Linked DNA regions of Mus musculus: region 2 is linked to region 1. Evidence: chromatin contacts called from public Hi-C data. All regions are on one chromosome and are shown on one strand. The core of a region is the stretch at or near the end of the contact, and the rest is flanking DNA. Distances in the headings are between cores, read along the strand shown. Region 1 holds the start of Dbr1 (debranching RNA lariats 1). Region 2 overlaps Dzip1l (DAZ interacting protein 1-like).

The links. Hi-C and Micro-C count contacts between places; a contact is called where the count stands out from the background.
Region 2: a contact with region 1 is called in a Hi-C map of embryonic fibroblasts, with 2.1 times the contacts expected there. The contact joins the enhancer-like site here to the promoter of Dbr1 in region 1. A contact is called at or near these places in 11 of 39 promoter capture datasets (the 3T3-L1 cell line, 3T3-L1-derived adipocytes, cancer-associated fibroblasts and 7 more), 1 of 15 datasets of contacts at CTCF or cohesin (the NIH/3T3 cell line), 61 of 484 Hi-C or Micro-C datasets (the 3T3-L1 cell line, the AML12 cell line, B cells and 37 more), 9 of 115 datasets of contacts at active chromatin or transcription factors (the NIH/3T3 cell line, astrocytes, bone marrow-derived macrophages and 4 more) and 2 of 9 other capture datasets (adipose tissue and pancreatic islet).

The regions. Positions count from the first base shown.
Region 1 is chr9:99,573,115-99,578,963 of GRCm38.p6, reverse strand. It overlaps Dbr1 (debranching RNA lariats 1), which reads right to left and starts at 3,165. Exons shown (of 8, transcript NM_031403.3): 1 at 2,839-3,165; 2 at 2,264-2,388; 3 at 443-523. The coding sequence starts at 3,035.
Region 2 is chr9:99,643,286-99,649,134 of GRCm38.p6, reverse strand. Dzip1l (DAZ interacting protein 1-like) reads right to left here. Exons shown (of 16, transcript NM_028258.4): 6 at 1,920-2,048. Among named protein-coding and RNA genes, the nearest start is that of Dzip1l, 17 kb to the right of the region's middle. Within about 2 kb of position 3,429, at least 28 of the 459 cell types and tissues checked have an H3K27ac peak or open chromatin away from gene starts, as enhancers often do. A contact at or near this core is called in the HL-1 cell line, the STO cell line, cancer-associated fibroblasts and 4 more, where this site is marked.

The sequences.
Region 1 (5,849 bases), core at 1,916-4,415:
TGCAAAAAGATGCAAGCAACGCAACACATTTACACAAGGTGGAAACACACTGAACCCTGTGTACTCGGCAGTGACATGAAATAACCAAGTGAATGATAAACACCAAGCTGGAAACTGCGATTCCCTGGCTACCAGAGGGGGAAGAAGAGGAATCCGACAGTCAAGTCAGTGAACTTCTACTATACCTATACTGTTGTATTTCTTAAAAGTCAAAATTAAAATGGCAAACCCTGAAAAAATTCTAATAAAACTAGATCATGGACACATAGATATACTATATAGCATCTACATTTTCCTGTCCATAAAATACTTATAATAAAAAATTAAGAATAATATCATTTACAGAAGGAATCTGATGAATAAGTCAAACTATAAATTTTGGTTATTTTACTAGAGGGCATGCAAGCTCTAAACTATAAAAGTAATCCCGTCAGAACAATACCTTTTCTATAATCATGAGATTTAAATATGCCAGAGATGCCACCAATCCTTACTCCTCGGTATTTGACAACACCAGCCAAGCCTGAAAAATTATGCATTTTAGTAAAACGGTTTAAGCAAAAAAGAATCTACTAAGAAAAGAAAAGAAATCTTTTAGAAGCCTGAAATTCTATGCGGTCCTTAAATCATTTGAAAGTATTTGCCATCCCTCTTCACACACTGTTATATGCTGATGATCCACAAGGCAGAGTAGGCCTGGAACCAATCAGACAAGAAACTAAGTGGATTCTAAAAGGATGAAGAGACAGGATGTTAAAAGCAAACAGTGAACTGTGGTACCTAACAGTGCATGGTGATACCTAACAGTGTACTGTGGTACCCAGCTGAACATGCAATTATGTGGGAGAAAGTGAAGGGGAAGGACAATGTCCTGTGATGGCCTTACACAGTGGGAGTCAAGTCAGCAGGTGTAATGTCCAAAGAGCACTGCATTTCTACATTTTCATTTTCAACTCAACTGACAATCCCACCTTGTCTTTTCATTTGTTTGAGACAGGTCTTATGATGCAGTTCTGGATGACCTGGAATTCACTCCATAGACCTGGCTGGCCTCAAAACTCCTAGAGATCAGCCTGCCTCTGCCGCTACAGTGTTGGAATTAAAAACATGCCCAGCCCAAATTCATCTCTTCATAATACTGAGATTGTTGAAAGATGGCAAATCAGTAATGACAGAGAAACAAAATTCCCAAAGTTAAGATTTCATCACTAGAAAAACTTGAACATTATTCTAGAAACAATCACTTATATAAAGAGATAAAAGACCTGCAAACTTTAAAAGATGAAAAACAAAAGGAACACTTCAAGTGATATCATAGTAAATCCAGTCAGCTAAATCCAGAGCCCAGGAAATGCTACAGGGCAATCAACCTCACTGCCTACAACACACAAACCATAGAGGAAACAGAAAACAGAAACAAGGGAAGGAAGGATAAAGAGTCTAAGAGGCAGAGCCCTGAACACCAAATATTTGGATCCTACCTGAGCAAGTCATTTGTAGATCCGGTAACTGAGACATGCAGAGAAATGCGTATGGACAAGGCACGAGAGAAGGACTAACTCACTATAGTTAGGTATAAAATGGCACCAGAACTACGTGTGTCTAAAAAAAATCTATCACTCGAAAGTCATGTACTTAGGGGCTGGAGAGATGGCTCAGAGCACTGGATGCTTTTCCACAGGTCCCGAGTTCAATTCCCAGCACCACATGGTGGCTTCTAACCATCTATAATGGGATCTGGTGCTCTGTAGGCACATATGCACTCAGAACACTGTATACACGGTAGATAAATAAATACATCTTGGGGTAGGGGGAGTCATGTACTTAAAAATCCACAAATGAAATAACCCAGTGGTTAGGATTTGCTTTAAGGCATCCCAGCCATCTCCCTCAGGAAAAGTTTAAACAATACTGGATATTTAAATATGGGAGTAGAACAAAGTAATAGGAGTTGAGGTTAACAAGTAAAGAAATTTATTAAACTACTCGGTATTTTTATGTATGTTTAGCATTTTCCATTATAAAGTTTAATGCAATAAGAAAAAAGCAAAGAGACTACAAAAAAAAAAACTTGTCATCATATTAGCTATTATTTAAACCTCTAGAAGAAAATGGATGTATGTTCATGACTGGCCATTTAATAACTATTTTAACTCAATTCTCATGATTATTTAAGTTAATGGCATTCACCACATGTCTTCTAGAAGCTGCCCAGCTGGTACAGATTCTGACAAGACCAAAAAAAGTGCACATAAACACATACCTAAATAATAAATATTCGGCGCTACCCAGCCACCATAGGGTAACTCTTGCAAATGGTTTGAGGCTTCATGGTTTCCTCCAATGAAGATGGTGAGAACCGGGGCCTTTTTCTCTCCAGAGTAATATCTACAACATAACGGTAATAAAGCTGTCAGGAACCAAACTAAACACAAAAAAGCAAGAGGTCAGAAGGAAAAGGCCGAGCTCAAAAACGATCAAACGGTCCCCACTATCTTCCCATCCCTGCCCTTAAGAATAAATTAAATCTTGAGTGTCGAGCACACATTCATTGAGATCAAGAACTTTGTGAAGTGCAAGTCTGGGCTTCTAGAACCCAGACTAGCACACAGCAGGTCACGGGAAAACCAGATCATTAAATCAACTAACCATCGTGTTCTAGCAAATCCAAAGTATCTAAACCTGCTGGTGTCACCCCGGGTCCCTGGGAAGAAGAGCCAGGTGTGTACAGAGAGGAGGAGGCCAGGGCCATTTCCTAAGCTCCGGGTCCAACAGACATCGCGATCTGCGGCAGCAGGACCTGGAACCCCACGCGAGGACCGGCCGCGCGCCCCTCACCTGTAGAAGGTCTGCATGTGACGGTACTTGGGCGGCACGGCCATGCAGCGCAGGTCGGCCTCGTTGCGCACCGCCTGGAAGTCGCCGCAGCACAGAAGGAGATCCACGGGTCCCGAGCCGCGCCGCTCCGCCAGCGCCAGAGTCTCGTAGATCTTGTCCAGCTCGCCGTGGCAGCAGCCGGCCACGGCCACCCTCATCGTGACGTTGGGCCGCGGAACTCAACAGCAACACCCCGGAGCACCTGCAGCCCGGGTCGCACAGCAAAGAACACCAGGCAGCCGGCCCACCCGGCTCCCGCCAACACCAACCGAGCCGCGGCTGAGTTTCGAGTCCTTTATGTAACTTCCGGCTTCCAAGTCTCGCGAGAGAGGGAACGGGAAGGGCCCGGTCAAGCCGGAGGGGGGAAACTTTGAACTTGTTTAATGGAGACCCTGTCTGTCTTCGTGATCCCTTGCGTGCTAGCAATCTAGTGGGTTACATTGTTTAAAACTAGAAAAAGAAATAAAATCTCCAAGAATAGGGATTGAATTTAGTAAAATCAAGGTAAGCAGCCGGGCGTGGTGGCGCACGCCTTTAATCCCAGCACTTGGGAGGCAGAGGCAGGCGGATTTCTGAGTTCGAGGCCTTCCTGGTCTACAAAGTGAGTTCCAGGACAGCCAAGGCTACAGAGAAACTCTGTCTCGAAAAACCAAAAAAAAAAAATCAAGGTAAGCAAGTGAGCAGGAGCGATTGAGCAATTAATTCCCTAGAGCAAATCTCTCCCTGGCAACGATGATTGCCTTAAAAATGAATTAGAAAGTAAAAAGAGGTTTTAATGATGACATTAAAATTTAAATGCAACGTTGAAGCTTACTGATTATTTTAAAACTATACACCAACCCTCCCGGGGGGAATTTCTAAAATTATTTTTGACTAAGGGGAATGGGTATTTTCCTACCAAATTGTTTGCCTAACTGTAACGCAAGATGAATGAAAGGTTAAATATCTCGAAAACTTCTGGAGAGAAAAGGTGGCGACTAATCAAGGAAGAATGAATGGCAAAGAAGAAAGCCAGTAAAGGAAATCTAATCAAGGGCATACAGTTGTAGCGCCACGAAAGTGTTAGCGATCCCCCAAAACCAGGCAGGAGCCCATCTGATGTAACTCATAGCACGGTCTTTATTCTATCCCAGCTCGCTGTGGCTCGCCACCAACACACAGCACAGTTTTTGGTGTACCCCGAATGTCAGTGGGGACAAGACTTTATAGAAAGCTACAAGCAGAGGGTGGGATGTGGTAGTGGTGGTAGTTAAGCATCTAATTCGAGAGCTACCATGGCCTTTAACACAATTGGCTGGTGCTGGGAGTCATATCATAAACTTAATTTCTGCTTCCCTCTGCATTAGTGGTCGTTAGGCAGGGGGTGGCCTCGTAACCTGGGGGTGCAGATATGTTGGGGTAATAACCTGGGGACGCTGGTCTTGTTGAGGGGTAACTTGGAAACTAGTGTTATGTTGGTTAGTTTGTCTGAGTTCAAACTTTGGCCAGGTTCTCTAAAATGGAGTCTGAACTTACAAGATTTGGCCTCTCAACAGAGAAGTATACATTTAAACAACTGAAAAATTTAATCAGTTAAATACAATCTAGGCTGGGGGCGTGGCAGGGGGAGGGAGGGGATGGTGGCTCTGCCTTTAATCCTTGTATTCCAGAAATAAGCAAGCAGATCCCTGGCCAGTGTGGTCAGCATGGTCTATAAAGTGAATTAAGACAGCTGGGGCTAGCCGGGCGTGGTGGTGCTCGCCTTTAATCCCATTACTCGGGAGTTTGAGGCCAGCCTGGTCTACAAAGTGAGTTCCAGGACAGCCAGGGCTACACAGAGAAATCCTGTCTCGAAAAACAAAACAAACAAAAAAATTTGACAGCTGGGACTGATGCATGGAGAAGCCCTGTCCCATAAAACCAAGAAAGAAAAAAGAAAAAGAAAGAAAGACAAAACCATACAGAGAAATGTCTCAGAAAAGACGATCTAATCAAGGTTATACAATTTTATAAGTCAGACTCTACTCTTTTTTGCGTCTGTTCTGTTTGTTCCTTCCAATTTTCCTTTCCTTTCCTTTTCTCTTCTTTTCTTTGGAGACAGGATCTTTTTATGTATCTCTGATTGGCCTGGAACTATGTAGATCAGACCGGCCTGAACCTGAAGTAGGCTTTCATTTTTAACTTATACAAACTACTTCCTTCTAGATTCTTTACATAGAATTTTTTTTTCATTTTGTGTATATATTCCTTTAGAACCATGCCTCAAAACATTAGATATTCCTTGGCTACTGGTACAAAATGCCAGATTATTATAAAACCCATCTCAGCAAGATTTTCAAATATAAGCTAGATGAGCTTTTAATTTCCTCTAAAGACCTGAGGTACAGGAACGTGCCAACACCAGCACAGCAACTCCTTCCTTCCTCTGGTCATGAAAGGAGCAGGCATGCTGGCTCATTCCAGTTTTCACTGTTTCCTAGAAGGAGACACCACAGTGGTGCCTGTGCCTACATTTATTCAGGTCTCTATTACCTGAGCCCAAGCCCAGTGAAGTAGGTGTCATGTAACACACACATATACACACACACACACACACACACACACACACACACACACACACACACAGAAGGTGTCCTTGTTAAGCTATGTAGTTTGACTCTTTCTCCCTCAGAAAGGCAGTTTCTCCCATTCTCAGCATTTCTTAGTTGCTTTAGGGTGTCTAGGTTTGAAGGATTTTTCCCATGGGATTTTTCTCTTTCATGATAGCATGTCCATTGGCTTTTTGTTTGTTTGTTTGTTTGTTTGGCTGTTTGTTTGGTTGGTTTCTTTGTTGGTTGGTTGGTTTTAGGTTTTGGGTTTTATTAAGACAAGGTTTCCTTGTGTAGCTATGACTGTCTTGGAACTTGGTCTGTAGGACAGGATGGCCTTTAACTCGCAGAGACCTGCACTCCTTTGTCTCAGGAGTGCTGGAATCAAAGTGGTATGCCACCATG
Region 2 (5,849 bases), core at 2,180-4,679, 70 kb before region 1:
GAGAGCTGCTGCTGACTCAGAGAACCTGAGCTCAGTTCCCAGCACCTCTATCAGGTGGCTTGCAGCTTGCCTGTAACTCCAGCTGCAGAAGAAGATCCAACGCCCTCTTCTAGCTTCTGCAGACATTCCCACACATGCATGCATATACACAGAGACACATACAAATACATAAATAAAAATGACAATGACGCCTTTAAAAAGGCTGACTGCTTAATAGCTTTTACCACAGAAACTACTTTATTATTGGCCAGGTGACAATAAAGCGAAGCTGAAAGGCCAATAGAAGACTGGAGAAAAATCAGCCACAAACAACTATAATAACAAAAGTCTTAATTCCCACATGTTGGGCTGGAGAGATGGCTCAGAGGTTAAGAGCACTGCCTATGGGCTACATGAGAACTGTCTCAAAAAGTTAAAAGAAAAAAATAGTAAGAAGAAGAGAGGAGGCAAAAAATAAACAAAAAGAAAGGAAAGGATTATAGGAAAAGAAAGGTGCTATCTGTGTGCACACACATGGACACATATGTGTACATATGTGTGTGTGTGTGTATTTGTACATGCTTGCATATGTGTAGAAGCCAGGTGTCACTCTCCATCTTATTTCTTGAGAGGAGGTCTCTCCCTAAACCTATTAGCTAGACTGACTGAGCCTTGAGCCATAAGTCTGGGAACCTGTCTCTGCCACCCAACCCCAACCCCCAGCCCAGCTCTAAGGTTCTAGACTTATGCGTTCCTGGTTTTTATGTGGGCATTGCGGATCTAAACTAAGGTCCTCACGCATGTATTGCAAGCACTTTACTGACCAAGTCCTCTCCCCAGGACAATGACTTTTTTATGATGTAAAAATCCATGAACCAGCTCTATGGATTAGTTTTGCTGGTTGGTTGGTTGTCTGTATACTTAACACAAACTGGAGTCGTCTGAGAAGAGGGATCCTCAAGAAGAAGATGCCCCCATGAGACTGGCCTGTAGGCAAGCCTGCGGGGCGTTTTCTTACTTGATAATTGATGCAGAAGGACCCAACCCACTGTGGGCAGTGTCATCCCTGCGGCGGTCCTACAGCAAGCCTTGAGGAAAACGAGCCGGTAAGCAGTTTCCCTCCACGGGCTCTGCTGTGGTTCCTGCCTCCCCTCCGGTTCCTGCCTTTGCTTCTGTTGATAATGCACTGTAACATGGAAGTGTGAGCCAACTAACCCCTTTCCTCCCCAAGATGCACTTGGTCTTGGTCTTTTAACACGGCAATGAGAAACCAGTGGGACTCCATGAAGCCAGCCTCGGCACCTTTCTGCAGACAGGCTTCCGGCTCTTTCTCAACCACCCTTGAAGAGCAGACACAGGTGCTGGCGCACCCTTGGGCTGCAGTTGCTGACTGTCCCTGTTGTGGCCTTATAAGTGACATCCGCCTCCTCTGCCTGGACTTAAGGAAGCTTCTCCCAGAGGTGGCCAGGGTAGACAGAGTACAAGTCTCCCCAGCTCTGTTCAGTGACTTCACAGTGATAAACCCAAAAGGAGCCTGCACACCACAGAAACTCTTAGCTCCGAGCTGACAGCTAAGCATTTACTACCACACCACAGATCTGTCATAAATATCTCAGGACTGTCTCTCTTTCTGAATACTTTTCTCAACTGTGTTAGAATGAAAGTTGGAGACAAAAATGTCAAAAATAAATAAATAAATAAATAAATAGCACCTATGTTTACCTATATTTGTAGACATCAGGTAAATATTAGGATTAAAGCCATCACCAGCCTTGCCCGAGAACCTTATTCTGCTTTCATTCTGAACAAGACCTGAAAATACAGAGCTCTGATGTCTCTCAACTTTGCCAAATCCACAAGGCCAAACAGAAGCCTCAGTGGGGACAGCTAGATTCTTGGCTTGCTCTGGACAGAAGGGCATGGAGCCACCATCAGCTCACCTGGACTTCCATCTTTTCTTGAAGGGCCTGGACCTCCTGGGCATGCTTGAGTCTCTCCTCTGACTCTTCATCCCGCAGAGACCCAAGGTGAGACTCCGTCATGCTGTAGGACTGCAGTGCCTTCAGTTTCTGAAAAGGCCAAGAATTGTTTTATTAAATGAAGTCCTAGATCTCACCCCAATACAGAACCAGAAGGGTGAAACTCGCGGCAATCGAGAGCCTCCTCAGGTTGCCCTCACCACCGCCATGTGCCTGCAAACATCCACACCAATCAGCAGCCCCCTCCCGGGCCCCCCCCGCCCCCCGGGCTCAGCCCCTGTACAGTAAAAGTAAGTACCCATGGGAAACACAAACTCAAGTGTTATTTCAAGTCCAGTGAAATTCTGATGTCCCCAAACCCTGAACTTGCCCAAGTGCTGGCCAGCTTTTTCCCATGTCTGGAATAAGCTGGAAGACCCACACTTAAGGCCCATGTGAGAACCTCTGACTCCTCCAAGCCATGCCCTGAGGATTCCTGCCTGTTATACACACACACACACAGAGAGAGAGAGAGAGAGAGAGAGAGAGAGAGAGAGAGAGAGAGAGAGAGAGAGAGAGACAGAGAGACAGAGACAGAGAGACAGAGACAGAGACAGAGAGACAGAGAGAGAGACAGAGAGAGAGAGAGCAAAAACAGCTGTTTTTGTGCAGTGTTCAGAGCAATGTCACTTATAGCTACTGATCCTTGAGCAAGCACTGTCACCAGAAGAGAAGGCTGGATCAAAGACAGAATCCCTTCCTGCCTACCCAGGTCATACTAACAAAGCCCATGTCTATTCCGACATACAACAGATAAACCTTAGTGCAGCATTAAGAATTAAACGCCAAGAGCGAGCCTGAGTTTAACTTGGCGTTCTTCTTGATTACTTTTCTCAGCCACTGCTTAAGCAATACCAGGACCAGATGTTAATCATGTCCCAGCTAGCCCATTTTTGCTGGCAAATGTTTCAGCAGAGGCATGGATAACTGGGGGGTTCTGATGTGTCTCCTCTCTCAGCACTACAGCACATTACACCGCCGGCTCTTTGCACTACAAACCCCCATGGCCTGTTCTTCCTGTAAGCAAACCCTCTAGCCCTGCATCTACTCCATGTATCCTGACATTACTCTTTCTGCAGTCAGTCATGGCCAAAGTAAGGGCTCAGACCTCTGCACCAGGCAAGCTGTAAGGAGAATACTCTCAAGATGTACTGAGGGCTCGGTGGCCCTCCTCACATCAGAGTGTCACCTCTGGCTTTGAAGACTATCTCACAGTACTTTCCAGTCATCCTAAACAGAATTCTTACCTTTTCTCCCTGAGAATTTAAAAAGAATGACTTGACGAAAGAGTTACCGAATGATACAGAGAGTCTTGTATCTAATTTTGCTCCCTATACTTTAATAATGGAAAATAATAAAGCGTTGAAAGGAGTCAGGAGACATAGAAATGCACATGAGTAATCTTACAGGCAGACAGAGAATAAATAAATACAGTCCTAGGCTATTCCAGGATGTGAACGGGGTCTGAGTCAGACGGGAGCTGGGAAGGGAGCGTGCCCTCATTTTCTGAACCTCAAGATTTTCTAACCAAAAATAATCTCTTGGCCCTTGATGAGGTGGTTGCTGATCAATGGCGTCTGCTTCAGATCAACAGTACTTACAGATGCCTACTCCATAAGCAACTTGTTGCGAACTGCAGAGTTGGGGGCATTTAAAATCAGGAACAATGGCTATAAAGCTGCTGGTGAGAGCAGAGGGTCACAATAAGGGAGGGTCAGCTTGTCTGTCACAGAGCGTCCCTAACCCAGCAGGGAGCACTGTGATGGAGGACTTGATTAACTACAGAGAAAACAGAGACAGAGACAGAGATGAGAGACATACAGAGAGAAAAAGACATACCGAGAAAGACAGAGATAGAGGAGAAACAGAGATAGAGAGACAGACAGACACACAGAGCAAACAAGCTCTCATTTCCATCCTACCACACTCCTTCTGCGTTTCCATCTCAAGTCCCAGGCTATAGCCCTAAGACAATCCCCCTAGGAACACTTGCCTATGTGTATCTATCTTTATGCAAAACATGGAATGGTGTTGAGGAAAAACTGTTGAGAATTCACTTTCAAAACGAGATTCTCTTCATGTGAGGAGGACCAATCGGAGGTAAATACATTTTAAAATGGTTTTCCATCTTGGCATATATGAGAAACTACAGCTCATCAGTAACCTTAGGAAGATCTCCCTGTGTTAGTGCTGGATAGTGCAGCCAGCAGAAAATAGGACCTTGGAACTTTAAAAGCTACGTTCAAACCTCACCTCCAGCCCTCACTAGCTGTGTGAACTTGTACAAATTACATGGTCTTGATTTCACCTGTAAAAAAGGAATGTAATATACAATCTTAAACCAAAGTGCATGTGTGTAGGCATGCACACACACACACACACACACACACACATCTAAATGGAACTTAGCCAGGCAAAGTGGGCTGCAATAGAAAGTTTGATGTGATAAGTTGTTTGTGGCTGGGCATAATGGTGCATACTGTAACTCAGGCATTCACAAAGCAAAGGCAAGAAAATTGCTGTGAGTTTGAGCCAGCCCATTTTTACATAACAAGTTCCAGGCCAGCCAGGTGACAGAGACCCTGGCTGAAAATTTTTTAAAAAGAAAGTTCTGCACTAAGACAGGGAATGGTAAGTATATCGAATAAGTGTTACCTATTACGTACAACTACCATAGACCCCACCAAAGTATCTGATATATAATCAGAATTCACCAGATATAAATCGAGAGAAAAATGTATTCATTTATGTTCTACCACATTCGAGAACACTTTGTAAAAATAAGGTTACTCTTCTAAAGAGTTCTAATTAAATGGCAGATAGTGTTATGTACTACATATGTGATCATTAAAAGTTGTTACTAGTCTATCCTACACAAAAGAAACTAAGGCCCAGGGATGTAAACTAACTCACCCAAGATCACACGGCAAATGTGTGCTGGAGCAGTGTGGGTTTCCCTGGGCACGGGCCTCTGTTGTCCAACCTTATACTGTATTAGCCCCAACGACAACACAAGAAAGACCAATGAGGACTAAGTAATGAATTCTGAGGGTAGGAGGAGGCCTCGGTGGGCAAAGTGCTTGTTGTAAGAATCTGAGTCAGCCAGGCACAGTGGTACATATTTTAATCCATCACCCGGCAGGCAGATGCAAGCCTGGATTACAGTGTGAGTTCCAAGATAGTGAGAGCTACATAGTAAAACCCTGTCTAAGGAAAGGAAAGGGAAAAGGACAGGAGAGGGGAGGGGAGGGGAGGGGAGGGGAGGGGAGGGGAGGGGAGGGGAGGGGAGGGGAGGGGAGGGGAGGGGAGGGGAGGGGAGGGGAGGGGAGGGGAGGAGAGGAGAGGAGAGGAGAGGAGAGGAGAGGAGAGGAGAGGAGAGGAGAGGAGAGGAGAGGAGAGGAGAGGAGAGGAGAGGACCTGGGTTCAATCATTAATACCTATTTAAAAGCTAGGCACAGCAATGCACATCTGTAAAGCCAGGGATTGGAGCTAGAGACAGGCTGATACTAAGGGCTGACTGTCCAGCCACTCAAGTCAAAATGGGGTACTCCCTATTCAGTCAGAGCTCATGTCTCAAAAACTAAGGTGGAGGATTCAAGTGTGGTGGCGCGTGCATTTAATACCTGCACTTGGGAGGCAGAGGCAGGTGGATTTCTTGATGGCCAGGCTGGTCTGCATACTGACTTCCAGGACAGCCAGGGCTATATAGAGAGATCCTATCTCCAAAAAACAATAAATAAATAAATAAATAAATAAATAAATAAATAAATAAATAGCCAACCTGAGGTGGGAGGTCTGGAAAGATGGCTCAACGGATAAGAGTACGTACGGCTATTACAGAGGACCAAAGTT